Linked DNA regions of Mus musculus: region 1 is linked to region 2. The links are chromatin contacts, called in public Hi-C maps. All regions are on one chromosome and are shown on one strand. The core of a region is the stretch at or near the end of the contact, and the rest is flanking DNA. Distances in the headings are between cores, read along the strand shown.

The links. Hi-C and Micro-C count contacts between places; a contact is called where the count stands out from the background.
Region 1: a Hi-C map of cerebral cortex shows a contact between it and region 2, with 2.2 times the contacts expected there. The contact joins two enhancer-like sites. A contact is called at or near these places in 2 of 15 datasets of contacts at CTCF or cohesin (large pre-B cells and pro-B cells), 8 of 484 Hi-C or Micro-C datasets (the HPC-7 cell line, the N1E-115 cell line, Sertoli cells and 4 more) and 1 of 9 other capture datasets (embryonic stem cells).

The regions. Positions count from the first base shown.
Region 1 is chr1:177,542,642-177,549,388 of GRCm38.p6, reverse strand. No RefSeq gene overlaps it. Among named protein-coding and RNA genes, the nearest start is that of Gm30013, 10 kb to the left of the region's middle. Within about 2 kb of position 3,883, at least 8 of the 459 cell types and tissues checked have an H3K27ac peak or open chromatin away from gene starts, as enhancers often do. A contact at or near this core is called in cerebral cortex, where this site is marked.
Region 2 is chr1:177,682,013-177,687,799 of GRCm38.p6, reverse strand. No RefSeq gene overlaps it. Among named protein-coding and RNA genes, the nearest start is that of 2310043L19Rik, 42 kb to the right of the region's middle. Within about 2 kb of position 3,264, at least 46 of the 459 cell types and tissues checked have an H3K27ac peak or open chromatin away from gene starts, as enhancers often do. A contact at or near this core is called in cerebral cortex, where this site is marked.

The DNA of each region.
Region 1 (6,747 bases), core at 2,634-5,133, 140 kb after region 2:
ATCTCTTTTAAAATCCAAAGTCATTTAAATTCAAATGCTCTCGTCTGTGGACTCCTGTAAAATCAAAATTTAACTAAATACTTTCTTACTTCAAAAGGGAAGAACCAGGGCACAGTCCCAATCAAATCAAATCAAAACCAAACTCCAACAGTATAAATAACTCAATGTCCAGTATCTGGGATTCACACACCAGGATTCACAATCTTCTAGGTTCTTCCAAGTAGCTTGGGTCATTTCTTTGTCTCTGCCCTCTGCAGCACACATACCTTGTCTTCTAGGCTCTGGGTTGCCTCCACTCCACTGCTGATGCTGTTCTTGGTTGTCATCCCACGGTAATGGCATCTCCAAAATGCTGGGCTCTTCTGCAACAGCTAGGCTGCACTTTCACCAATAGCCTCTCGTAGGCTTTCTTCGTGGTGCCAAGTCTCAACCACTCTCCATGACCCCTTTGATCCTGGGGCTTCAGCTGCCACTGAAGCTGCTCTTCACCAATGGCCTCTCCAGAGCACTCCCAGTGCCAAGCCTCAGTTGCTCTCCATGACCCCTTCATGCCTTCAAAACCATCTGGGTGACTCTTCCACTACCAAGTTCAGCTGCCAGTAGGAGGTATAACCTTGGCTGCCTCTGCAATGCAGCTACTGTGTGCTGACTCTCTGGAAACACTTCCCACAAGAGTTCACCTCAATGCTGCTGCTCTCTTTTAAAATCACAGCTGATTCTTCAGCCCCAGCCAGCCAGCATCCACTGTCCCAGCAAAGCAAAGGTTTTACTTTAGCATTTCTGGTCTTTTGTTAATCACAGCAGATTCTTCTGTCCTAACTAGAACCACAAATTCTTCACACACACACAAAAAAAAAAAACCTGATAGGGACTTTGCTTCCCTCTAAGACTTCTCAAGCCAGGCCTCTACCATCTGCTCTGCTCTCAACACTCTCCCTCTCCCCAACATAATATTTTTATTAATTATCTAGCAATTTTATACACTGCAACTGATCACACTTCCCTCCCATTCTTCCCAGGTACACTCTCCCTTGCCCCTAAAACAAAACACTAAGTCCAATTTGTGTTGACCATATACTCATTGGAACATGGTCAAACTCTCAGTGGCCTGCCCCTATTATAAAACTGTGCCTCCCCTCCCCCCGACCTCCACCCATTGCTAGAAGCCATCAACTGTGAAGAGCTTTACTTCAGCAACTTTATCACAGTTTTAAAGGACTCTTCGATAGCTTCCTGTCTGAACTGTTTCTCTCTCTCTCTCTCTCTCTCTCTCTCTCTCTCTCTCTCTCTCTCTTTTGTGGGGAGGGGATTGAGGGCTTTTCACAGAAGCCTTCAATGTCCATCATTCTCAGCTATGAATCTGTAATCATGGATACCATTGAAAAGGAAGCTTCCTTGCCCATAGCAGCCGTCGGCAGCTTGGATCCTGGGCCTCCACACGGTCTCCGCTGTTGATGTCTGTGGTCTGTGCTACAGTCAGAAATCATGTCGGTGTCCATGGTCCAAGCTGCCACTGGAGGATCTTCACATTCTTGTCTTCTGAGCTCCTATGGAACAGCTCACTCAGCTCTCAACACTCAATGGTTTTTCTAACCCAAAGATTCACAGTCTTTTAACAGTCCTCTCCCAAAACAACATGGTCTGGTCTGTCAGAGTAACACCCCGCTATCTTGGTACCTACTTGTCATAGTTAGGGTTTCTATCACTACAATAAAGCACCAAGACCAGAGCAACTTTGGTTTGGGAGGGAAGGGTTTGTTTGGCTTACACTTCCATATCACTGTTCGTCATAAAAGGAAGTCAGGGCAGAAACTCAAACAGCAACCTGGAGGCAAGAGCTGGTGCAGAGGCCATGGAGGGGTGCCGCTTACTGCCTTGTTTCCCATGACTTGCTCAACCTACTCCCTTATGCCAAACAGGGCTGGCAACACACACACACACACAATGGATTGGACTTTTCCACATCAATCACTAATTAAGAAAATTCCTTAAAGGCTTGCCTACAGCCTGATCTTATGAAGGCATTTTTTTTTAAGTTGAGGCTCCCTCCTCTCAGATGACTCTAGCTTGTATCGAGTTGACATAATATTATCCAGCACTCTCTCCCTCCCTCCCATATATACATATATATGTGTGTGTATATATATATACATATACATATGCATATTGTCATATATACATATACACACACATATACTGGGTAGTCACAAACAATTCACTTAAGCTCTGGGGCTACAGTTTTTCTCATTTGTAAAATAGGAATAATTATGGTCTAGGGTATGAGGGTTGGGCTGGGTTGGTTTTAGATAGGGGGTTACCTATGGAATAATTTTCTGCAAAGCCAATGTCTTAAGTCAGCTACCATGTATTCTTACCTGCTCTCCCTTTATCTTATGTAGAAAGGTGTAGAAGTCTTCTAGAGTGGGCAAGCACTTCCATTTTAGAAGCTATAAATAGAAAGGGGTGGATCAGAGGAGGGTTGGTGGAGAATCTGAGATCCCAGGAAACTCTTGAAACCGTGTGTGCAACTTTCAAAGAATACAAAGGGAAACAATATCTCTGTGAACTGCACTAACCAAAGATTGAAATGAACAAAGCATTTGTAACATTTTAAATGCTGTGGTGATGTAGTGCCTGCGAGCTATCTGACTGGACAGCTTTGCTAACACTTTTGCCACACATTCAGCATGGTGAGTAGTTTGGATTTTTGGAAGGTATCTTGAGTCCACTTTAGACTTCATAGGGAGATCCTATATTAGGAAAAATTAATGCAAATTATAGAGTCTTATTACTGGGGATTCTGACTTAAGCCTTATATTAAAAAAAAGGCTTCTCAAATCTGTTTGCTAGGTTTATGATCCTTTAGTTAAACTAACTAACTAACTAACCAACCAACCAACCAACCAACCAAATATAGACCTGTTTGTCAGAAACTTCTGACTCCTAATCTGAGAGTAAATGTTGTCTCTCAAGCTCATTGCCAGTCTTATAGTGATGTTGTATAACTGCAAAAAGTTAGCACAAGACAATCTTGTTTCTTAAACCACAATTACCATAATATTGTGGCCCGGTGTTTTTGTCCTCTGATGAGTTCATGGCCCACAGGGTAAGAATCCACTGAACATCTGACCTGCCGATAACCCTTTCCATCTAAAAGTATGCAGTTTCATTAAGGGTTCACTGAAACGTTCCTGTTACTTCACATGAGACAGTATGGATGGGCTCAGGGTTTGTATAAATTAAGTATTCCATGAAGGTGCATTCAGACATTCACATGACTATTAAGAGTAAGATGGAATCTGAAATCAAGATGGCTGTATTTCAGCGCTTCCTTTCAGTAACAGGAAGTAAGTGGGTTTCTAGACTGCTAGGGTGCACGAGGGATTGCTGGATTCTTCATACCTTCAATTTGGTCATTGAGGGAGCTATGCCTAGTCGAGATCAAACTGTCCACATGAAGGATGAGGGAGCTTGACTACTGGGTAGTATCCACTAAGTGTGAGAGTTCTAGAAAGTTCAGCATACACAGAGGATATACTAACTCAGAGCAAGATGTAAACTAAACCCCATGACCGTCCCCAATTGCTTTGTGCAAAAGCAAACAAAAGTTAGAATTTGTGATGTTGCCTAGCTCCCCGAGTGCTCGGCTAAAGAAGAAAGGAGGCCTATTTACCATTTTCTCAGAAGTGTGAGCTTTCCAAAGATATGGCAATCACTTTACTTTCACATATATATATCTTGGTTTAGTCATACTGAAGAGGAGTTGGTTTTGAAATGTCAAAGCGCTGGCCTCCGGCAAGTGGGCGCAGTTCCATTCCTACCAGCAGAGTGTGGAAGCAGGCTTAGAGAGGAGGCGGGGGCATGGAGCTGGATCTCTACCTGTGGGCTCGCCCTCTACTGAGTGGCGCTATGCATGCTTTGCAATGTAAGCAAAGCCCAGAACACCCACCCAGTCAGCCTGCTGTGTCTGCCTTGATCTTGGAGTCAGCTTCTGGAGTTTGCTTCCTCCATATGATGGTTTCCACCGTGTTCCATGGGGGCGAGTGCACAGTTCAAAACGCTGTACAATGTGGCCTCAGCATGGTGAGCCAGAAGCACGTGACAGACGTGTCAAAAGAGACAGCTAGCCCTCCCTTCATGCCTACGCAGGAGACTTGAATGGCAGCCTAGGCAGTCCTTGAGACATTCCAAGCCTGTGACTTTTAATCCCTGCTGTGCTGCGTGTGACCCTCAAAAACCCCCTTAGTGTTTCATTCTGTGTTGGTCTCCACATCTGTAGGCATGGAGGCCCAGTCGCACAGCTGGTAAAGATTAGCAACATGTTACTGTTGAACTGACGGATGAGAGGGACTCTGCTGCCTTCTCCTTAGAGAATGGGAAGGTTTCTACGACAAGAATCTGTTTAGGGCTTTGGTTAGACCCTCCACTCTCAATCCCTTGCTCATTCCTAAATTAAATCCCACCTATTCCTCCACTCATAACCATCTCAGCCAGCTTTTCATCAGTCACCAATGGACAGAAGGAGTGGGCAGAAACTGCAGCAATTGAGAGACTGAAGCGTGAAGAAAATGGAGAGGTTGGCCAAACTGGATGTGGTGGCCCATTCCTCTAACCTCAGCATTTGGGAGTCTGAGGTAGATCATGAGTTTGAGGCCAACCTGGGCTACATATCCAGGCTATATCTTAAAAGAACAAAAGCAAAAATGAGGAAGTTGGCACTGGAAAATAAGCATGTAGCAAGGAAGAGAGGTTCAGTATATGTCTTAGGGACTCCATGGGACTCAGACGGAGAGACCTAGGCTCACACGCCCCAAGAAGCTGGAACATAGTTGTTCTCTCCCTCAGCCAATGGAGTGAGCACAGGTTATCTGAGATGAGGCCCATATGGCACCAGTGACAGCCATTAAAATTAATGTCATGTCCAGTCTATCACATGGTGTCATGGACACCTGTTTGTCCCCCTCTCTGAGTTTCCAGTGACTCAGAAGCAGGGATCCTACATCCCAGGGCATTTAAGGAGGAAATGTGTGCAGGTCACTTGGCTCAGTGATCAGCATATAATTCTAACTAGTCAAGGTTTAGGAGACACAATATTTTTTTTTAACCTAACACTGGTGAGCCTTTGAAGATTGTGCCTGGCCTGCCAAGGTGGTTTGACATCCTTAAGCCTACAACATAAAGAATGATAAGAAAAAACAATCATATTTTGTGTAAAACTCCAGGTAATATTGTGGCTAAATATCCCGAGTAGTGATTTCCCATTATTATAGACTGGAAGGTAACTCACAGGTAAGTTCTCATAACCCTCCTTGTGTCACCATGTGTTTGAAACAGCCCAGAGACTTTGTTCTCAGCCAAGTGAAACTGAAACTCTTTTACTTCCAGATGAATGTTGCTCTTCTCCATCCGCTAATGTTTCATTGAACCACTTAGATCTTCCCCCCTTTGCTGTAGGTCAAAGATAGTTGGACATTGACGCCATAATAACAGAAGGGACTTGCACAGATATTTATTCCATTGACATAAAGGGAGGGATTGATTGTCTACAACCAACGCTTTTAACGGCCACTTTCTTAGATGAGAACCGGAGTTCAATATTCCCATTCTGACTCCTGAAGGTTATGATCAAAATGAACAACACTGCTAGTTCTTCAAAGGCGTGTATGTGTGTATGTGTGTGTGTGTGTGTGTGTGTGTGTGTGTGTGTGTGTGTTCCTGTGTCATATGAAAGATATCCTCGGACACTGCCCATCATTGTTTGCTGTTTGTCTATTTGCACATACTTCTGCCTTCCCCAGTGCTGCTGGGATCACAAACATGAGCCACCGGTCAGGGCATTTTAAAATTTGGTTTCTGTGGGTCAAACTCAGCAAGCATGTTTTTCAACTGAGCTACCTCTACAGCTATTTTGTTGTTGTTGTTGTGATTTAAAAAGAAAAAAAAAAAGAACTCAGATGAGTTCATTATACGCCAGACATTGTTCTAAGCACTTTAGAGCCATTGACTTGCATTAGCCGCTTGGTTCTAATTTTAGTATATGTGCCGCTGAAGTGAGCATTAGCCTCTTAATTCCAACGAGATAGGTACAATTAGTGTTCATGTTTTGCAAACAAGGAAAGTGAGGTATAGGGTTAAGGAAGGTTCCACGAACTCACACAGCTCTGCCACAGAGGAGCACTAAAGAACGGCTGAAAATGGCACAGCTTTTCTCTTGAATTTTTGTATGTATTTATTTATTGTGCATGTGAATGTGTTTGAGCATGTTGGTGCCACAGGGACCATGTGGGGGGGCTGAGGACCACTTTCAGGAGTGGACTCTCTCTTCTAACTCTGCAAACTCTGGCTCCCAGGCTAACATGCCTGTGCTTTTACCTACTAAGCCACCTTGTTGGTCCTTCACAGAACTTCTTGACTTAATAGTCTTTTTTTGTTGTTGTTGTTGTTAATAGTCTGGAATATTATTATACACAGCTTTTATTACCAGTATCTGAAGCTGCTGCTGCCTTAGGAATATGCATGTATATGAATGTCTTAGTTACAGTTTCTGTTGCCAGGATAAAGGCCATGATCAAAAGCAACTGGGAGAGAAAATGTGCATTTCATCTTACAGTTATTGTCTATGATGAAGGGAAGTCAGGGCAGGAGGAACCTGGAGGCAGGAGCTGATGCAGAGGTCATGGAAGGGTGCTGCTTACTGGCTTGCTCTCCATGGCTTGCTCAGCCTGCTTTCTTATACCATCCAGGACC
Region 2 (5,787 bases), core at 2,015-4,514:
GTGATAAACACTCTTGTAGGTCATTTCTAGTTTCAAATGTCACCTGAAACTGCTCAGGTGACATTCTCTCTAGCCCCCAATTCAGAGGCTGGTGGGAACCAAGGAGCCTCAAGCCACTGCCAATGGACCCAGGGCATGGGTCTCTTGACTTCCAATGCTATGGGTCTGCCTTCTGGGCTGTCTCCTTCCTGGACAGTGTCTGCCCCTCACTTCCTTTGCTTTCCACATAGGAAACCTTGTGCAGGGAGCTGAGGTGTGTTGGGAAGCCCTGGGATGCTGCCGTTTTGTGCCTCTTACTCCTTCTGAAGCTGCCCGTGCCCATCCAATCTCCCCTGTGGTCATACAGACCATTGCCTCCTGTAGTCTTATAAACCAATCTCCCCTGTCATACAGAGCCATGATCTTGTAAGGCTACAGGACACCTAAGTCCTTAAGAGCAGAGCTCATTTATACAACCATTTTTTGTTTTGTTTCTTTGGAAAAAAAATTGTGCTGACAACTGTCATTTCTCAGACTTTGAAAAGTTCACAGCTAGAGAATGACCAGGACTAAGGCTGATCATACCAAGCACTGGGAGGAGCTAAAGAGCAAGAGTCAGATGTAGGGATAAGAATATAAATAAAAAAGGTGGCACATGCCTTTAATCCTGGCACCGGGAGGCGGAGGAGGAGGCGTAGGCGGAGGTGGAGGCGGGCAGATCTCTGAGTTCCAGCCTGGTCTACACAGTGAATTCCAGGTCATCTAGGGCTACATAGTGAGACCCTGTCCCAGTGCCTATAACAGTGCAAGTGTTTCTGCTAATATTGCCAGACTTTAGAAGTCTTGTTTTATTGTGAACAACCAACCCTTTCCTATCTGCAGGGGATTTTTGCCTTTTCACAAGTTTTTATTTTTAATTTTTATTGTACTGAATTACATAATAACATTTCAAGACAAGCTTATAATGTTCTTTGAACATCTGCCCCTCACATCCTGTCACCCTCCCCTTTGCAGTGTCCCCCCTCCTGTTAGTCCCCTAGACAGTGTGGAGGTCTGGGAAACCCAGCATGAGGGAAGATGGCTGGAAGTCTGTGTCACCTCTCCTCACCATTCACCCAAGGAGCTGAGGTCCCTTTGGCTGGTGTGCTACTCTCTCTGTGTAAAGCTATTGATCTTGCTGTCAGAGGCACCCTAAGTTCACCTCATGTACCAGGGAGACAAGCAGTGAATTCAGCAAGTAGAGGACACAGAAAAGATCATCTGTGAATGGGAAGACACTCTGTGCTCCTGGGAGTGCTTAAATGCTGTCGGTAGGTGGGACACTACCTAGCTGGCCCACTGACCCTAGCAGAACTGAAATTTAGCACAAGAGGAGGTCTATGCAATGCACATTTCTTCATCAACCCCCTAGCTTTGATGAGTTCTTGGCTTCCTCCACACCACACGCTGCACAACAGCAATAGCCAAACCCATCTTGTATTCGATGAGTCACCCTGCATCACCCTTGTGGGACACAGACACCCAGGAGCTTCTGGGGCTGCTGTGTTGGACTCCTGCTTTTTCCAGAAGATGAGGTACAAACAGAGGTGTGACCTAGTGATAGAGAACATGTTTAGCACTTGGTACACTTACAAAACAAAAGGTTTAGGTCTGGAGAGATGGCTCAGCTGTTAGGAACACTGACTGCTCTTCCAGAGCTCCTGAGTTCAATTCCCAGCACCCACATGGTGGCTCACAACCATCTGTAATGGGATCCGATGCACTCTTTTGGTGTGTCTGAAGACAGCTACTGTGTACTCATATAAATAAAAAAAAATGGATACATCTTTAAAAATAAATCAAGACAAAGGTTTGATCTCTAACATCACAATCACACCAAGACCTTCCTCCCAGCACTGTAAACAGAAGGCACAGGTTCTCAAGCCCCACCGCCAGTCAGGCACCACGTGATCTGTGATGATTTAACTCCTCAAGACTCCTACCCCTTCCTCACGGTTCACTTGATGGCCCTAAGTGGAAAGACCAAAGAAAATGGCTGTACTTACATCACAAAAAACACGAGAGAGAATTTGGCAGTGGGTATATTTAGGAAAGCATATGACTGTGTGGATTTGTTCTCTTTATCTATTCTGAGGCCAGGGCTTTATGCTATATTGGGGTTAGGCATCAAAACAGGTTTTGGGTTTTTGAAGAAATTTAACCAAGTATGAGTTTAGACTCTACTTCTAGGAATCCTTAGTGTTCTCATAGTGTATGTAACGTTTAAATGTTATTATTTTGGTTTGGTTTTGGTATTGAAACTGAACACAAGACCTCCTGCATGCCAAGCCTGGCCTCTAGCACTAAGCTACCCTCAATCGTTAACAGTCATTTGATTTGCTTTATCTTATATAAGCCTCAGAAAAGTATAATAATATTTATCATGAACTCTATTTTACAGATGAGAAGCCAATCATTAGAGTGAAGTGATCTGTTCAAGCGAGAGAGAGAGAGAGAGAGAGAGAGAGAGACAAGTAGTTACTTGGTACTTAAATATCGTCCTGTGTGTGGTTTTCCCAAGACATACTACATGACTTCCTGAGATGTCTTAAATAAAACACCACGGGAAATATTTTTGAAGACCCTTTCAAACATTTTCTGTATCCCTTCCCTAATTTTATAAGGGGCTGGTTTGTCTAGACTTGTATATACCCAGTATGGCCACAAGATGTCAGGTTAATCTCGGTCTTTGAGAAACTGGCTTCATTGGGGCACCAGTAGTAAGGTCCTCTTTTGCTGAAGAAGACAAATGAAAGCTATGAATAAATAATAACAATAATAATAATAATAATAATAATAATAATAATAATAATAATAATAAACAACTAAGGAATAAAGGAAAAACAAAACAAAAGCCCTTAGGTGGCTACATAGGTTAAATAGCAACTTTTCTCTCTTTCTGTTTTGAATCAAGCAACTGAAAGTTCAGATAAGCCTGTGTGTCACTTCTGTTTGCTCTTGGAGGCAGGAGGTCAGGACTTGGGCCAGCCCCTTAGCGAACATTATTCATCTGTCCAGCTCTGGAACAAATGTGAAGAAATGAAGTCGCTTCAGTGAGGGGAGACAGTGTTGTTATTGTTGCTGGTGATGGTTCTATTTGCCAGCAAGCATAAAAACATACTTTGGAATCCAAACAGGCTTGTCAGAGGGAACTTTTGTTCCATGTTTGGGCTGGGATGCTTCCAGGGCAAAATCAGGCGGGCATTTGAACCTCAGGAGGCCAGGAGAGAGCTGCACACAGCAGCCACTGATGGAAAAGGCCAGCCATCAGCTGCAGTTTCATCTGGGTGTTATTTGACTGCAGTCTATGCAGCTTGGGCTGCCAACTGGGGTCACTTCTCTGAATGAGTACTAAGGGGAGGAGGGGGGAGCAGGGCTCTGTAGTCCAGGACGGAGGACTCGTCGGCCACAAACGGGGATAAACAAGCTTAGAAGCTTGAGCTTTTGGAAAGCCGCTCCTCACTTTAGGGCTTTGGAGAGAGAAAGTGGTCCTGATTCTGCAGGATTTATCTGCTGTCGGGTCTCAATTACCCCAAGATCTCTGGCAATGCCTATGGGATCCCTTTGCTACGTGGATTAACTGCCCTGGGGACAAAGCCATCTTTGCTGTGTGTGGTGAGAGTTTAGGGTAGAGAAACTCGTGGTAACGCTAGTCTCAAGAAGCCTAAATTGAGAAAGCCTCTGCCTTTCTCCGCTACTGTTACATAATTTGAGCTGACGGTCCCATCCGCAGCTGTCCCGCTGCCTCCTCCCTCTGCAGATGGGAGAAGCTCGCTGGGTGGACAGGCTTACACTAATCTATCTATTTGGAAGGCAAGATGGTGATAAATTACGACCATGGTGAATATCACTAAGACGCGGTAGAGCCAACAGTACTCTGAATTTTCAGTTCTTCCTCACAACCCTGCTGGACTACCTAGGGCATCACTGAATGTTTTATTTCACCTTGAGATCCTGAGATAAGATAGGCTCTTACTCCAGAGCCCAAAATGTCCCGGTCTGAAGTGGCAAGCTCCCCACAGGAGGAGCCCGTGAATTTCAATAAATGGAGGAGCCTCTTATTTTGTAAATAAAGTAACAGCTCAAGGAAATGAAGTGATTGCGCCAATTATACACCTAATTGGTGGCAGATTAGGGACCGGAGCACAGCCCATTACTTCTGCTTCCTATCCCACTTCTGCTGTCTTGAATTTGAAAATACCTTTCACTTTATTTTAACTTAATTAGTTAATGGACTATTGCTTGGCTGGGACTGGAACTCAGGTAGGCAGATGCTCTACCACGAAGCTGCATCCCTAGTTGGTCTTATTTACTTAAAAACATGCCTTAAGTTAGCCTTCAGTTTTGTTTTTATAGTCAGGCCAGAGGCCGCCACCCAGAGCTGTCTCTGCTTCTAACCTCCAGGTTCCTTCTCATCTCAACCACAACTACCAGGCCTTGTAAACCTTACTGACTCTCAAGCTGAAAGGATAATTTTCAGCATTTAACCTCAATTCGGGCCTTTAGGATGGAATGGGTTTCACAGCATGGCCTGGGGATGTTTTCTAGAAAGAGCCAGATAGTCAATATTTGGGGTTTTGAAAGCCATACCTTACATAACAATTTGAGATGAAAATGTCTTTGTCATAACTACTCAGATTTGAGTTCCCAGCATGAAAACAGCCAAAATACACAAGGCTCCTGTCTATGATCGCAGCACTTGAAAGGGTGAAGTCTGGGAGGACCGTGACTCCAAGATCAGCCAGGGCTACACAGTGAGTTCAAGACCAGTGTGAACTATATGACACCTGGAGTCAACAAAACAACAAATAACCGAAAAAAAAAATAGCCATATAGTATACTAGGTAAATGAGCACGGCTTCTTGAGAATCAATTTAGTCTCTGGGACAAAATCTTCTACTTTTACAATAACGAAACCCAATTTTGAGTTTCTATTCTTCAGCATATTATGGTCTAAGCTCTGTCTTTGTGTTTTGTTTGACCTGAGTGTATGAGATGGTGTCTCAGCTTGGGCTACTGTAAGGCAGGACTGGGTGCCTCAAACACCAGACATTTTTCACAGTTCCAGAGGGTGGGAAGTCCAAGGTCAAGGCACTGGGCGATCCAGTGCCTGGTGAAGATCTTGCCTGGGTTTTTAAAGGTGGCTGGTTAATAATTATGGACCCACATGGTGTGCGTGTGCATGTGTGTGTGTGTGTGTGCACGTGCGTGTGTGTTTAATCTTCCCTCTCCCCATCCTCATTTGTTTTTGAAGACAGTATCTGCTTGTGTAGCTCAGGCTAGCCTTAAACTCCCTTTATAGCTCAGACTGCCTTGGAACTTACTGTGTAGCTCAGTCTAACTTGAAACACACAATACTTACACCTCGGCTTCTCAAATTCCTGCTAGAATCACAGGCATGAGCTGCCATGGATTCAACATTTGTGTTTCTTATAAAAGAATATTAACTCCATTCGAGAGGGTGCCCCCTTTCATGGCCTGCTCTAACCTTAAAATCTCCCCAAAGTTCCTCATGTGACATATTTTCACTTGGAGGACCAGGGCTTCAGTGTGAACGTGGGATGCAGGAGAGTTGCCCAGGTCCCCTTCACAGCAGATGGTACAGGTAGCAAAGTTTGAAGATGGAAACAAACAAACAAACAAACAAACAAACAAACAAACAAACGATGGGAAGAGTCGGGGGGAGATTAGAACCTGAGACCTTTCTCCACTGTCTAGGGTATGTCAAACTCCAATGTGTAAGGCCTTGGACCACAGCATCTTTTTAAA